Linked DNA regions of Mus musculus: region 2 is linked to region 1. A link is a contact called in public promoter capture Hi-C data. All regions are on one chromosome and are shown on one strand. The core of a region is the stretch at or near the end of the contact, and the rest is flanking DNA. Distances in the headings are between cores, read along the strand shown.

Region 1 (6,126 bases), core at 170-2,669:
GCCTGGTGGTTTCTCCAGGATTGAGCTACAGCTGCCTGGTGTCTGCTTGCTCAAAGGACTGGACCAAAGCTGTTGGTTAGAGCCTGTTGTCTGCCTGCCTAGAGGACTGGTCTGCAGCTGCTGAGCCATATTTGGTGTCTGCTATGCGACTGAACTGCTGAGAAAGAAGAGCAAGCTCACCCTAAACAACTACTGCTGAACAGGTCCACTTCCCCCACATCCTAAAGACTTTTCTCTTCCACTACCTCTGCTGGGTGGTAGGGTAGAGGAGAGGGTGAACCCTTATTAAAAGTACGTACAAAAAATCTATGCTTACAAGTATGTTTATCTAGAGTTTAGATTCATGCATATCAAGATGGAAACTACATCTAAAGTAACAATATATGGCAGACAGAGACACATGCCCTGAGAAAACTTTCTTCTACCCTCTCAAGTATTTCTTGCCCAGGAAAAAAGAGATTAGCTAGATTATACACATTTACAAACTGTCTTAAGGCTATATGACATTTCAGGATAATTCAAGCTTAGCGAAGGCCAAAGCCATCAGGGATCTGATGAGCTAAGACTCACAGCTCAGCAGATCCTCACCTACAGTGACTTTAGTATTTAGTTACTGTAAGTGAGACAATTAGCTCAACGAATTTATCCAGATCTTACAGACTCATCAACGGGGACACCTCGGATTACTAAGAGCACCTCAAAGAGGCTAATAATAAGAACTGCTCCTTCCCAGACAGCATTAAATGGTAATAAGGGTGAGACACAAAGAGATAAGAATTCCTCTTGCACAGTTACAGAAACCCCACCCTACCTGCAATAATCTTGAATCTTATCCTTTGCATTTAGGTGAGAATGCCTACTATACTAGCATTTTACACCATGGAAATAAATAGCCAAGGGAATATCCACAAATGTAGCTATGCAAACACAAATTCATAAATACTTTAACTTAAATCCGTCAGTTAGCACACTAAACTATGTTACACTTGTAAAACAGAACATTATGCTATCATCAAGAAAAATGCTTTTTAAAATTATTCATTCGCTGTATGTCCGTATGTGGGTGTATGTGACAAGGTCAGAGGGCAAGCTGTAGGAGTTAGCTCACCCTCTATACCATGTGGGGCTAACTAACTAAACTAAGGTTATCAGTTTTGCCAGCAAACACTTTGACCTGCAGAAGGGGACAAACAGCAATTTCAACGTGGCCACCTGTGAGCAGCAGGTATATACTGCTTTTGTTTGTTCTTCACTAATTTTCTAAATGAACACAGATAGCTTTTGTAATCAAAGGGTTAGCTATTAACTTGTAAAGGCCCTCTCCCACCGAAGCAGAAGCTCACTTTAAAACTGGCTCAGGGGTGAGCATGGTGCAGTCAATCTCCAGGATCTGCTCCTCTTGGATAAAGTGCTGCCTCCAGGCCTGGATGATATTGTTCTTCAAAGCACATCCTACCGGCCCGAAGTCATACAATCCACTGACACCTGTGAGGGAGAGAGGTAAACGTGGCTTTTCCTGTCACTCTGACTCAGATGTTGCCCACAGTGCAAGCCCTCTGCGCCAAAGAGCGTTACTTACTGCTGGCTGACTGTGGGAAACCTAAAAGCTCCCTCTACTCACTGAAAAGGCAGACTGCAATGTATGTGGAGAAACAGCTACACAGGCAGGGAAAAATTACCTAAGGGCCAGCACTGCCTTCTCTGAATTACGTTGGGTACTTGGGCTGTCATTTAAACCTCAAGAGGTAAGACATTCAAAGATGTGCTTAGCAAATCCAGGCAAGATACAGTGACAAAGCACTACAGGCTGATCACTTCGAGGACCTGTTTAACCAGTAGGCCGTTCTTATAGCACTCAGAAAGACTTGTGTCATCTTCCTGCCTGAAGAACACCTTCCCTGACGAATGCCCACAAAGAATAAGCCAAGGCCCATGTATAACAGTGGTCTGTGAGGAGAGGCAGCCAGGTATCAGAACTACAATAACATTCTACACACCCAGGGTACCAGCAGGCCTTAGGAAGAATGCACCAATATACACACAGCCACAGCAAATGCCTAGTGTCTGAGCTTGTAATCACTACCCACTATGAGAAAAAAGGCTCCAAGAATTCTCAGATGGAGTGAGAGACCTTGATACACTCAGCCTTTTCCCCCCCCACGCCCCCCACGCCCCCCACCCCCCCCACCCCCCCCCCCCCGTGCTCAGGGTACTTTGCAGAAGAGGTGGCAGAGTGTAAGACCCGAGGGGATGAAAGGACACCAAGGAAACCAGGCCTTCTAAACAACAGGAGCAACACCTATGTGAGCTCAGAGACCGAGGCAGTGTGCGCAGGGCCTGCACCAAACAGACGCAGACACACGTCCCTAACCCTAGCCCAGAGGCTAAATGAAAGATTGGTTCTCTCTAACTCTCGCTGGGGACACAAACTACTCCCAAGGGCAGGACACATGCCCAGCAGTAGATGCCAACAGAAAAGGAGCTCAAAGGTCATGCCAGGGTGCTTTCTTTTTCCTTCTGAAAATTTAATTTCTTTTATTTTTTTAATTCTTTTCTTTCTTTCCATCCTACGGGTCCTCTATGCGCGTATTATGGCTTCCAGTTTCATGTTCTTACGGGATTCCCGAGTGTGGGTGAGCACGTCTCTGTGCCTTTATCTGCTTCTTGGGCTTTCTCTTCTGTTTTGTTTCATTCCATTCCAATCTGGGTTTTTTTTTCCCTCTCTTATTACATTTATTCAATTGACCTTTAGATATCCGTTAGTTTTCCAGGGAGAGACAGAAAGGAGGTGGATATGGATGAGAGGAAAAAGTGGGAAGGAAAACTGGCGCACGCCTTTAATCCCAGCACTCGGGAGGCAGAGACAGGTGGATTTTTGAGTTCAAGGCCAGCCTGGTCTACAGAGTGAGTTCCAGGACAGCCAGGGCTACACAGAGAAACCTTGTCTCAGAAAAAGAAAAGAAAAAGAAAAAAAAGAAAACTATCCATTTAAAAAAAAAAAAAAGGCCGACAGGGCCGACAGTGGTGACACACACCTTTAATCCCAGCACTCAGGATGCAGAAGCAAGGAGACTCTAGGTTTGAGGCCAGCCTGGTCTACAGAGTTCTAGGACAGGACAGCCATGGCTACACAGAGAAACTGTCTTAGAAAAAAAATATATAAACAAAGAAATAAATTTTACAAGGGGGTGGGAGGGTAATTAACAGAGTGGGGAGTACTAAGAGTTTATGCAAATATCAACTCTTGAACAACAAAAATGTAAATTACATGACTTCTCTCCTTTATGGGATCTGACACAATTGAATAAACATCAGTTAGCAAGCCAAGCTCTTGACAAAGCATAGTGTGATTTAGATAAGTTTGGCCCCAAAGACACACTTTAGAATACTTGGCTCAAAGGAAGTGGTACTACTAAGAGGTGTGGCCTTATTGGAGGAAGTGTTGGGGTGGGCTTGAGGTTTCCCAAGCTCAGACTCTGCTCAGCGTGGAGAGACCCTCCTCCCAGCTGCTTGCAGAAGACAGTGTCCTGGCTGCCTTCTGATCAAGATATAGAACTCAGCTTCTTCTCCAGCACCCTGTCTGCCCCATGCTGCCATGCTTCCCATCATTCACTGTGGCTTCATTCACCCCCTACCTCCATAAATAGCAAAAGCCTGATCGTAGAAAAACCTCCTCTTCAACGTATCTTCCATTTTTGCTCTATCTACGATGTCATCTTTGGGCTGCAATGCCAGCTCCTATAAGAGCAAACAAGAAGAGAGTAATTGGACAGGTAGGCGGGGTTCTAACACATCTGAATTTGGTAGAATCCAGTATAAAATGCTAGAGATGTAAGACGTTGAGGAGCTAAAGTGGAGGCCTCAGTCCCCACAAACACTTTGAGCAGCAGTAAAGAAGCTGTGATAGTTTGGATCTTAAAGTCCCCAGCAGCTCAGAGTTGAAGGCTCATTGGCTCTCCAGTTGACAGTGTTGCTGGAAGTGATGGAAACACCACGAGACGCGCTCGCGCTCTCGCTCTCTCTGTCTGTCTGTGTGTGTGTGTGTGTGTGTGTGTGTGTGTGTGTGTGTGTGTGTTGAGGCAACAGTGTCCCTCCCCATGTCATTTGCACCACAGGTCTGAGCAAACAGGCTGAATATAGACAATAACGCCTGACACTCTAGCCCAATAAGCCTTTGATTCCTGAGATGTGTCGCTCACAGCAATGGGAAGCTGAATAATGCAGACACTGCTACTCACGTAGCAGATATGATTACTTACGATTGGAGTCTTTCTGCCTACAATCCCAGAATTGAGTTATCGAGCCAGAAGGAGTTTAAAGTCAAACTGACTACAGTAAGACTTGCTCTCAAGAAAACAAAAAACAGACAGGACTACTACACTTCTTTGAAGTAATTTAAGCAATATCTCAGTTTATAATGTATTATGTAAGACATCACTTTAAAACCTCAGCTGCAAGGCTCAGGAGATGGCCTAGCAGGTAAGTGCTATTGACTAACACAGGCCTGAATTCAGCAGCCCCCTCTGTACCCACATAAAAGCACAGTGTGGGGTCATGGATCTGTAACCCCAGCGTTGAGGAGATGGAGTCAGAGGATGTCAGGAGCTCACTGGCTGGCTAGTATTGCCAAACCGAGGAACTCCAGGGCCAGTGAGAGATGCCTGTCTCAAAAAATAAAAGGGACAGCAAGAAGGGACCCGACAGGTACCTCTGGCACTGAAGCACAGACAGACACAGACAACCCTCCCCCAATCCAAAACAAAACAAACTGACCTCTTGGACTATTTAAATTTAATGCTAGCAGGTTTACAGTTTGAAAAGGTCTGAAGTTAAATATAAGACAGATTATAACAAAACTATTAAATCTAATCCCAGGTGAATTCTTAAAGAGGAGCATGATGTCTTCTAGGAAATTCATGTATTTTATTATGTCTAGGACTGGGGGACAGTGAGAGTTTGGGTTCAGGTAGTGCGGAAGCTTTAGAGACTACGGGGCATTGTAAGCTGCACTTCGTTCTTGAAGCAGGGTCTAATGTGCTAGGCAAATGCTCCACCACTGAGCTACACAGCCTTGAGCAGCTCTCAGAGAAGACAAGAAGTTGGTTAGGTAGAAGGAGGAAAAGGCACAATGAATAATAAAAAAAAAAAGACCAAATGGCACTTGTTCAGAAAGCTTTTGAGTGGCACTTGTTCAGAAAGCTTTTGAGATCTTTCCTACCTGGAGAGATTAAACAAAGAGGAATAAGCCTACACCTACTGACGTTTCTGCCTTAGCATCCTAAGACTTACCTTTGCTTCCAGAACCCTCTTCCGGGCCTTGAGCTCAGCTACTGCTCTGTCCACATCCACTTGTGGGGCTTTATCTTCTTTTAACTTCCGTACAAAGTCTCCCTGGCCAACAAACAAGCTACAATCAGGACTGGTTTCAGAAATCAGCAAACACTAGTGCTCTTTTTAAACATGCACTTAAAAAGTATTTGTACACAAATACCAATTGCACGTGTTTATTCTGTAAGAAGTCTGTAAGAAGTATCAATAACTGAAGGCCTGTGTCCACAGCATGCACTGTCCAGGAGAACATAAGTAAGTGGGTTCACACGGTGAGTCTGTGGGGAGAGAACAGCGCTCACCTACATATGGACGACTGACACTGAATGTTCAGGCAGGTTACCAGCACATCAGACACACTGAAGAGAGAATTAGTCACCTAAGAGACAGACTTTAAAAGTGCCTGGAACAGTTCAGAAAGCCAGAGTTTAAACCCTCGGGCTGGTAAAGAGCAGTAATCTAATACATTCAATTAGAATGTATAAGAAAGTAAAAAAAAAAACAAAAAACAAAAAACTTTTAAGAGGCAAAATTTGGGAAGATGGTTGACTATAAAATGTCACCAATTAACGGATCAGCACAAGAAAATCCAAACATACACACACAAGATGCCACACCTGGGCAAGCCACAGTAAAGGCTGCTGGGATTTAAAGACTCAGCTTTCACTTCCTATCAGTGAACTGTGAAACCTGGAACAAACTGGAAATCTCTCTGGACTCCCGAGTATGGTAAATCCCTGCAGACTTACCCCCATCTCCTGGGCTGTTACAGAACACTACCAAACCAACTACTGCAAT
Region 2 (6,304 bases), core at 85-2,584, 72 kb before region 1:
AGCCAGGCTCTGGGCTCTGACCCTCTGAGGTTTCCAGAAGCTGACTCACACAGTGAGGGGAAGTGCTGCGGAAGGCGGAGTTGATAGCTCTAGGGAGACATTTCGAGGGCCCCACCCTCCCTCCCCAGACTTCCAAAGGGCTGGTTCACAGAAACAGCATGGAAAGAGGACTTGGGAGAGGGAGGGTGTCCTATGGCTCAGAACCTGTCAGGGCTCAAGGGAACAGGAGTGCTGGCCAGCCCTGGACATCCAAACACAACCTGAGGCAGACATAAAGAGGTTAAATCCCACCCCCTGCACCTCTGCTGTGGGGCTGTGCAGAATGAGACCAATCTTGTCCCAGCTCCTCCATGCAGCAGCTGTGGGGCTTTAGGCAAGACACCTGTCTCTAGGAGTTTCCTAGACTACTGTGACAAAGCACTGGACTGGGGTGACTTGATGGATTCAAACTCATCTCCTCCCTATTCTGGAGTCTGGAAGGGCATGGCCAAGGGTTGGCTTGGGTTGGCTACTCCAAGGCCTCTCTCTGGACTTTCCTGTCCTCGGGTCTTCCCTCTGAGAGAACCTGTCCCACCTTCTTAGAAGGCCACTCATCTTAAGAACTGGGCCTGCTGGCCAAATTGCATCCATATTTGAATCACCTCTGTAAAGAACCCAGACCCAGTGAAGACCACAGTCTTAGTTATTGGGACTTTGGATTACAATGTGAGAATTTGGAGGGATAGCACTCAGCCTACATCTCTGTTTCTTCATCCATTAGAATTAGGGTTTAAGTCTATCTAATAGGCACACTTTGGCAGAGGGGACAGACAGCATGGGCCATGCCTAGCAGACAGGAGTGCCATCCCTTCCTGCACTTTGTCATCAGAGGAAACACTGCTGTTCAAAGACACCCTGGCCTCTCCCTGCCCTCTGCTTGAAAAGGTGGGACAGATGCCCCACCCCCAACCTGAGATGGGGGAGAAGGCCATCCTCTTAGACACCACCCTCCCTGCCCCATTTTTAAGGCTTCTTTCCGTCTGCTGACAAAACCCACTGGCACTATTTATACAAAATTTGGTTGAAAAACCCTTTTGACTCATCAGATAAGAGTTCGTCTCAGTTTGGCGGGAGCCTCGTGCCCCTTAGGAGTTCACAGTCCACAGAGTCTCACCTTGCTTATTTATTTGTTTTTGTTGTTGTTGTTTTGAGGTCTTTTTCATTTTGTTTTGTTTTCACCAGAAGCGAGCTGTGATTGTGGCCACAGCTTTCTAACCTGTGCTTCTCTCTAATAACTGCGAGTGACTGCTTCCTTGTGTCATTAAATATTCATCCAGCGCATCGCTGGTGACGCTGCCTAGCAGCCACTGTGAGGACACATCATCCCTCATTAGCCACGGCCCTGGGGTGGACACGGGCACTGTTAGGATGCCTGCTGGGCTGCGGAACCTGCTTCTGTAGTCCCCGAGTGGGAGCGGTCTCTTCTCTCGTGTCCACTAGTTAGGAGAATGTGGAATGACTAAGGGAAGCACAACCACGCTCACCATCGCTCAGAGAATCTTACGTGCGGAAAACTGAAAAGAAAAAAAAAAGAGCGAGGGAGTGAGTGATAAATGCAGCATTCAAGATGGTGCTTCCTCTGGGAAGGCATGTGTGGATAAATATGGGCATGACTGCTAATATCTGTTCCAGATTGGGTGGCCAGCTCATTATGGTCACTGCTATACAAACGCTTCCATTAAAGAAAAGACTATAAAAGTTAGACTGTGTATGTGGGCTGATGATGACAAGGGACTGTAAATCAAAGACTATGACCAATTGTGCTGTATGCCCCTGTGGTCCAAAATAAATGAAAAAATCCACATAGTCAGGAGAGCAATTATAACTTCCAGCAAGCCCTTAATGGAATATTTCTATTTTATTCATCACACATGCAATTACATATATTTGGAAAATGCCTGGAAATTATTGGGAGGCATATTATTTATTCTATTCAGAGACAATATAAGGGTCCAAAGGCATCCAAGGAATCTTTTAAGTAACTTTCCAACTCAAGATGCATGGATACTCATACACAAAGACACTCGTGTGTGTACACACACAGAGGAATACTACTATTAGTTAGAGGGGCAGGGAGTCTGGCCAGGGAGACAGAACCCTGGGTATTTCTCAACCCTATGGCTAAGGAACTTGCTTGGTTTTTGTTTTCTGTTTTCCCCTGTGTAATGGACAACCATCTCTGGAACACTCTGACGGGTGTTGGAGACTCTGGGGGAAGTTAGTGAACAGGCTTGCCCACCCATGGAGCCTCATGTAAATAGAGTTGGCTAAGTCCAGGTTGGTAGAACTTTGTTGAGAACTAGAGCACTCCCTATAAATAGGGAAGCATCTTGAGCAGTAGGGGCAGAAGAGGTAAGACCACAGCTGCATGCTTACGGGAAGGGAAAAGAGGCTGCAGGGCATTCTAAATGGTGGGCAGAGCATGGCAGAAGCACAGAGCACCCAGCCAGCAACAGGTGAAAATGGGGCGAGCTCACCAAGTGTCTTCTTTACAGTGCCAAAGACACTGGCCCCACCCTGAAGGCTATGCAGAGCTAATCCTGAAAGATGACATGACCACAATTGTAAAGTCTTCTCATCTTCCCTGTGAAGGAAGTGGGATGCCAGCTGCAGTGCTGCAGAGATGAATACAGCTGGCAGGCTGGGACAGGGAACTGACTCTCCCTCCTCTGCATATCTGTACAGTGCATGTGTGGGGTGGGATTATCATGACAGGCGTTTCCTGGTCCCACAGTGTGGATCCGTTGTTGAGCATCGGGACACCATATCACCTCCTCTGTTCTTAGGCAGAGTTGGGGGAGACATGGCCCTGACCGTCCCTCAATGTCATAGTTTAAGAGAGATACACCACACCTCACTATGACTCCAGAAGAAAATCTCATTGCTTGTCCCTAGCCATCCCTAAATGGACTTCCTGTCTACACTGTGGTATGGAGGGCAGCCTCTCACAGAAGCAAGGGCTGTCCTTTTAAACCTTGTTGTCCACTTGACACTTGCATGGCGGGAGTGTAAATGAGAGCATGTGTAGTTTTGTCTGAGCACAGCACTCTGACAGTAGAGTCTCTGTGGTGCTCTGTAGGCCTATTTAATGGCATTGATGGGGCTGTGCAGTGGGTGTGTCTAAGCTGGCCTGGCACTATGCATCACCACCATAGCTATATCAGTGGTGGCCCTTGAGACACTGAGGAGCAGAAACACACTCCTCACCCCAGGCTCCTCCTGACAACAGGACACTCCCTGGCACCTGATGCAGACCCCTGAACCTACTCTCCCATGTTCCTGGCCCTGTCAGTCTGGAATGCAGATACTTTCCAAATACTTGTCCTTTCATGCCTAGCTTGGGTCTGTAATAGGACTGACCAGACACCACAGGAGCCTATGTCCTTCTTACCTTTTCCCCTTTACTAACAAACAACCCCCACCTTGCTTATATAGAGCTGGATCTAATCTAAGGAAAGTGTTCTTTTCAATTTCTTCTTCATTTACCCATTTGCCAGCCTTGAAGTAGGCAGTGAAGCCAGTTGGTTTTCCTATGTAACATCTCGAATCGTGTATCAGTTGTCTCTGTAAATATGAGATCATGAAGAAATGGGGCCATATCCTGGGGTCCTAGAGATCTTAGGGATTCATAGGGCCATATCCTGGGGTCCTAGAGATCTTAGGGATTCATACATTTAGGATGCACAGTAGCTTTTGGTCCTGACACGGAACTGGTCGTTATCCAGAGGAAACTCTGTTAAGCAAGCAAGTCACCCAGACCAACCCCTATTCTGTAGCAACCCGCATATAAAGGGGCAGGCCACGTGTGCTCACCGCCTCCTTGCTATGGTATGTATATGGTATTCCTCCTGAGCCGAGCTCCGATCAGGAATAAAGTCACCCTTTGAGCTTGGCTTGGTTTCCCTCTTCTCTGCACTATGACAGTATACGAAGAGCCATCTTTTGCTAGTGAAGGAGATTGCGTCCCTGTGAGGACCAACCCAGCTACTCGTGCTCTGACCTAAGGCTCTGCCAAGAGTTGGACCAGGGCCCTAACTGTCCATCCAGGGAGGCAGAGGACAGATCTGTCTGGAGCTCTGCAAGTCTCCCTTCCAGTGGGCAGATCCTGGAGAGAGTCCAGGGCTCAGCCTGGTCTTACTGCTCGTGAACTCGCTCCCTCTGCTTGGGAGTGTCAGCACTATTAATACAGAGTCGAGGAAGATTGTACAAAGGCAATGGCCCGTTCTTTGCCTTTCTCCACCTAGAGCACTGGCCTCTTCAGGATGGGTTTGACCTTCACTAGAACCTCGTCCCCATTGGAGGGTGCAGGGGGACAGGACTCATTCTAGAGCCTCTTACACCATAGATGCTCTAGACTGTGAAGGAACTCAGGAAATGTGCCACTGGTGGAGAAAACTCAGGAAGACTCTTGCCTCAGGCAACATGACAGAAAGGAGAGGCAAAGTAGAATCCAGACAGAGAGAAAGACACACCTAGGCAGGTTCCTCAACCTAGGCACATCCACTTCACAGGCGTGGAGTTATAAGCCCACCCTGAGCACTCTGAGATAGTTAGGTCCATTCAACTAATCCCCAGGCAAGCATCACTAGGGAGGGGAGTGCGGGGGGGGGGGGTGGGCAGAATCTCTACAGGGGTGCTCCTGCCTCCATTCCTGCTGGTGGGAAACACTAACTTTTTTCCCTTCCTCAAATGGCCCTTCATAAGCCAGGAGAAAGAGATCTTTTTCCCCTCTCACTCTATCTGGTGCCCAGGACACTAAAACCTTCAAGTCTTCCAGATCATTTTAATTAATTTCTTCCTAGATGTCCTCCTCTCACCGCTGGTGGCAAATCTGCCAGTGTGAAACCTGGTGTTGTCACCGGTTCCTGGCTCCTGCTGGGAGCCATCTACCAACTCCACTCTCTGCAACCCTCCGGGGCTCCGTCAACCCATTTACTTCCCCGGGGCACAAATCTGCTGCTGGGCTGACTAGTTGGCCCTATCCATCTCTAATGTCCTCCGTTGGGAGAATATTTCTGAGTCAAAAGCAGACCAACTTTGGCTGGCGATAGGTGTAGGAGGGTGGCATAGATCTCCTGCAGCCCCGAGGCCTGCAACCCTCGATCCTCGGAGGAGTTATTCGGCCACCCATAGATCGCCAGCACTGAGGCCATTCTAGGGACTTGTCGGGTCCAGAGGGCACCGAGAGCCGCGGTCCCGACGGGGCTGGAGACAGAGCCCCGCCCCCGACGCCGCCATTGGTCGTGGTGGAGCGGGCGGCCCCTCAGCTCCGCGAGCCCCGCGGCTTCTCTTGGCCAAGGTCCTGGGGTGATCGATCAATTGCGGAGCCCCGAAGCTGCCCGACTGGCCCGGGGTGGGCGGGGAGGAGCCTGGACGCTGCACTCTCTGGCTGCTCCTCGTCGCGCCCGCTCCCTCGCAGCCACGCGGGGCGCGCACTCCCACTCCCTCTGCGCGCGGCTCCGGGGCGCAATGGACGCGGCGCTGCTCCTCAGCCTGCTGGAGGCCAACTGCAGCCTGGCGCTGGCCGAAGAGCTGCTCCTGGACGGCTGGGGAGTGCCCCCGGACCCCGAAGGTAGGCAGGAGGCTAGACAACTAGCGGCACATGGGCTTGCTCCGCCGGCGTTCTCCTAGTGCAGGTCTGAGTGGCACCCCGCGCCCGGGCCACCCCTCAGAAGCTCTCTGCGCTCCCTCCTGTCTCCAGGTCCCTACACCTACTGCAACACGACCTTGGACCAGATCGGGACCTGCTGGCCACAGAGCGCACCCGGAGCCCTAGTAGAGAGACCGTGCCCCGAGTACTTCAATGGCATCAAGTACAACACGACCCGTGAGTGTCCCTCGCTTGTCGCGTGCTGGCCTCCCAGAAAGGCGGCTCAGAAAGGAGGGAGGGTTCTGGACCCTAAATCGGACACCTGTCGATGGCCTCTGTACCCCGAAGCACTTACTTCGGGAACTCTGTAAATGGGGCACACCTTCTGTCCCTAACTCTATAGTGCTTCTAACCCAGATTAGGCGGTGGTTTGCCCAGAGTTCTCATGTTTGGTAAGAGCTGAGCAAGAGAGTGGGAAATACTTCCTTCCCTTAGGAGCAACCTTCCTCTACGCTGTTTGTTGAAGTGCCTGGTGTGTGTCCATTCAGGCTTCGTTTCTGTTTATACAATCCTCTCCCATCTCTAAGGCGACGCAGCATATATCTTGATCGTTATCCACGTTGTGACTAAAGGGATCAGACCCTACTACTGGAGATGAGCGATCACGAGGGGATA

Evidence for each region. Capture Hi-C pulls out chosen DNA fragments and counts their contacts.
Region 2: a promoter capture Hi-C map of pancreatic islet shows a contact between it and region 1. The contact joins two enhancer-like sites. A contact is called at or near these places in 1 of 484 Hi-C or Micro-C datasets (nephron progenitors) and 2 of 9 other capture datasets (adipose tissue and pancreatic islet).

Annotation. Positions count from the first base shown.
Region 1 is chr6:55,045,679-55,051,804 of GRCm38.p6, reverse strand. It overlaps Gars (glycyl-tRNA synthetase), which reads right to left. Exons shown (of 17, transcript NM_180678.3): 2 at 5,290-5,391; 3 at 3,636-3,738; 4 at 1,344-1,485. Among named protein-coding and RNA genes, the nearest start is that of Gars, 11 kb to the right of the region's middle. Within about 2 kb of position 1,419, at least 10 of the 459 cell types and tissues checked have an H3K27ac peak or open chromatin away from gene starts, as enhancers often do. A contact at or near this core is called in pancreatic islet, where this site is marked.
Region 2 is chr6:55,116,976-55,123,279 of GRCm38.p6, reverse strand. It overlaps Crhr2 (corticotropin releasing hormone receptor 2), which reads left to right. Exons shown (of 13, transcript NM_001288618.1): 3 at 5,741-5,866. Among named protein-coding and RNA genes, the nearest start is that of Crhr2, 13 kb to the left of the region's middle. Within about 2 kb of position 1,334, at least 2 of the 459 cell types and tissues checked have an H3K27ac peak or open chromatin away from gene starts, as enhancers often do. A contact at or near this core is called in pancreatic islet, where this site is marked.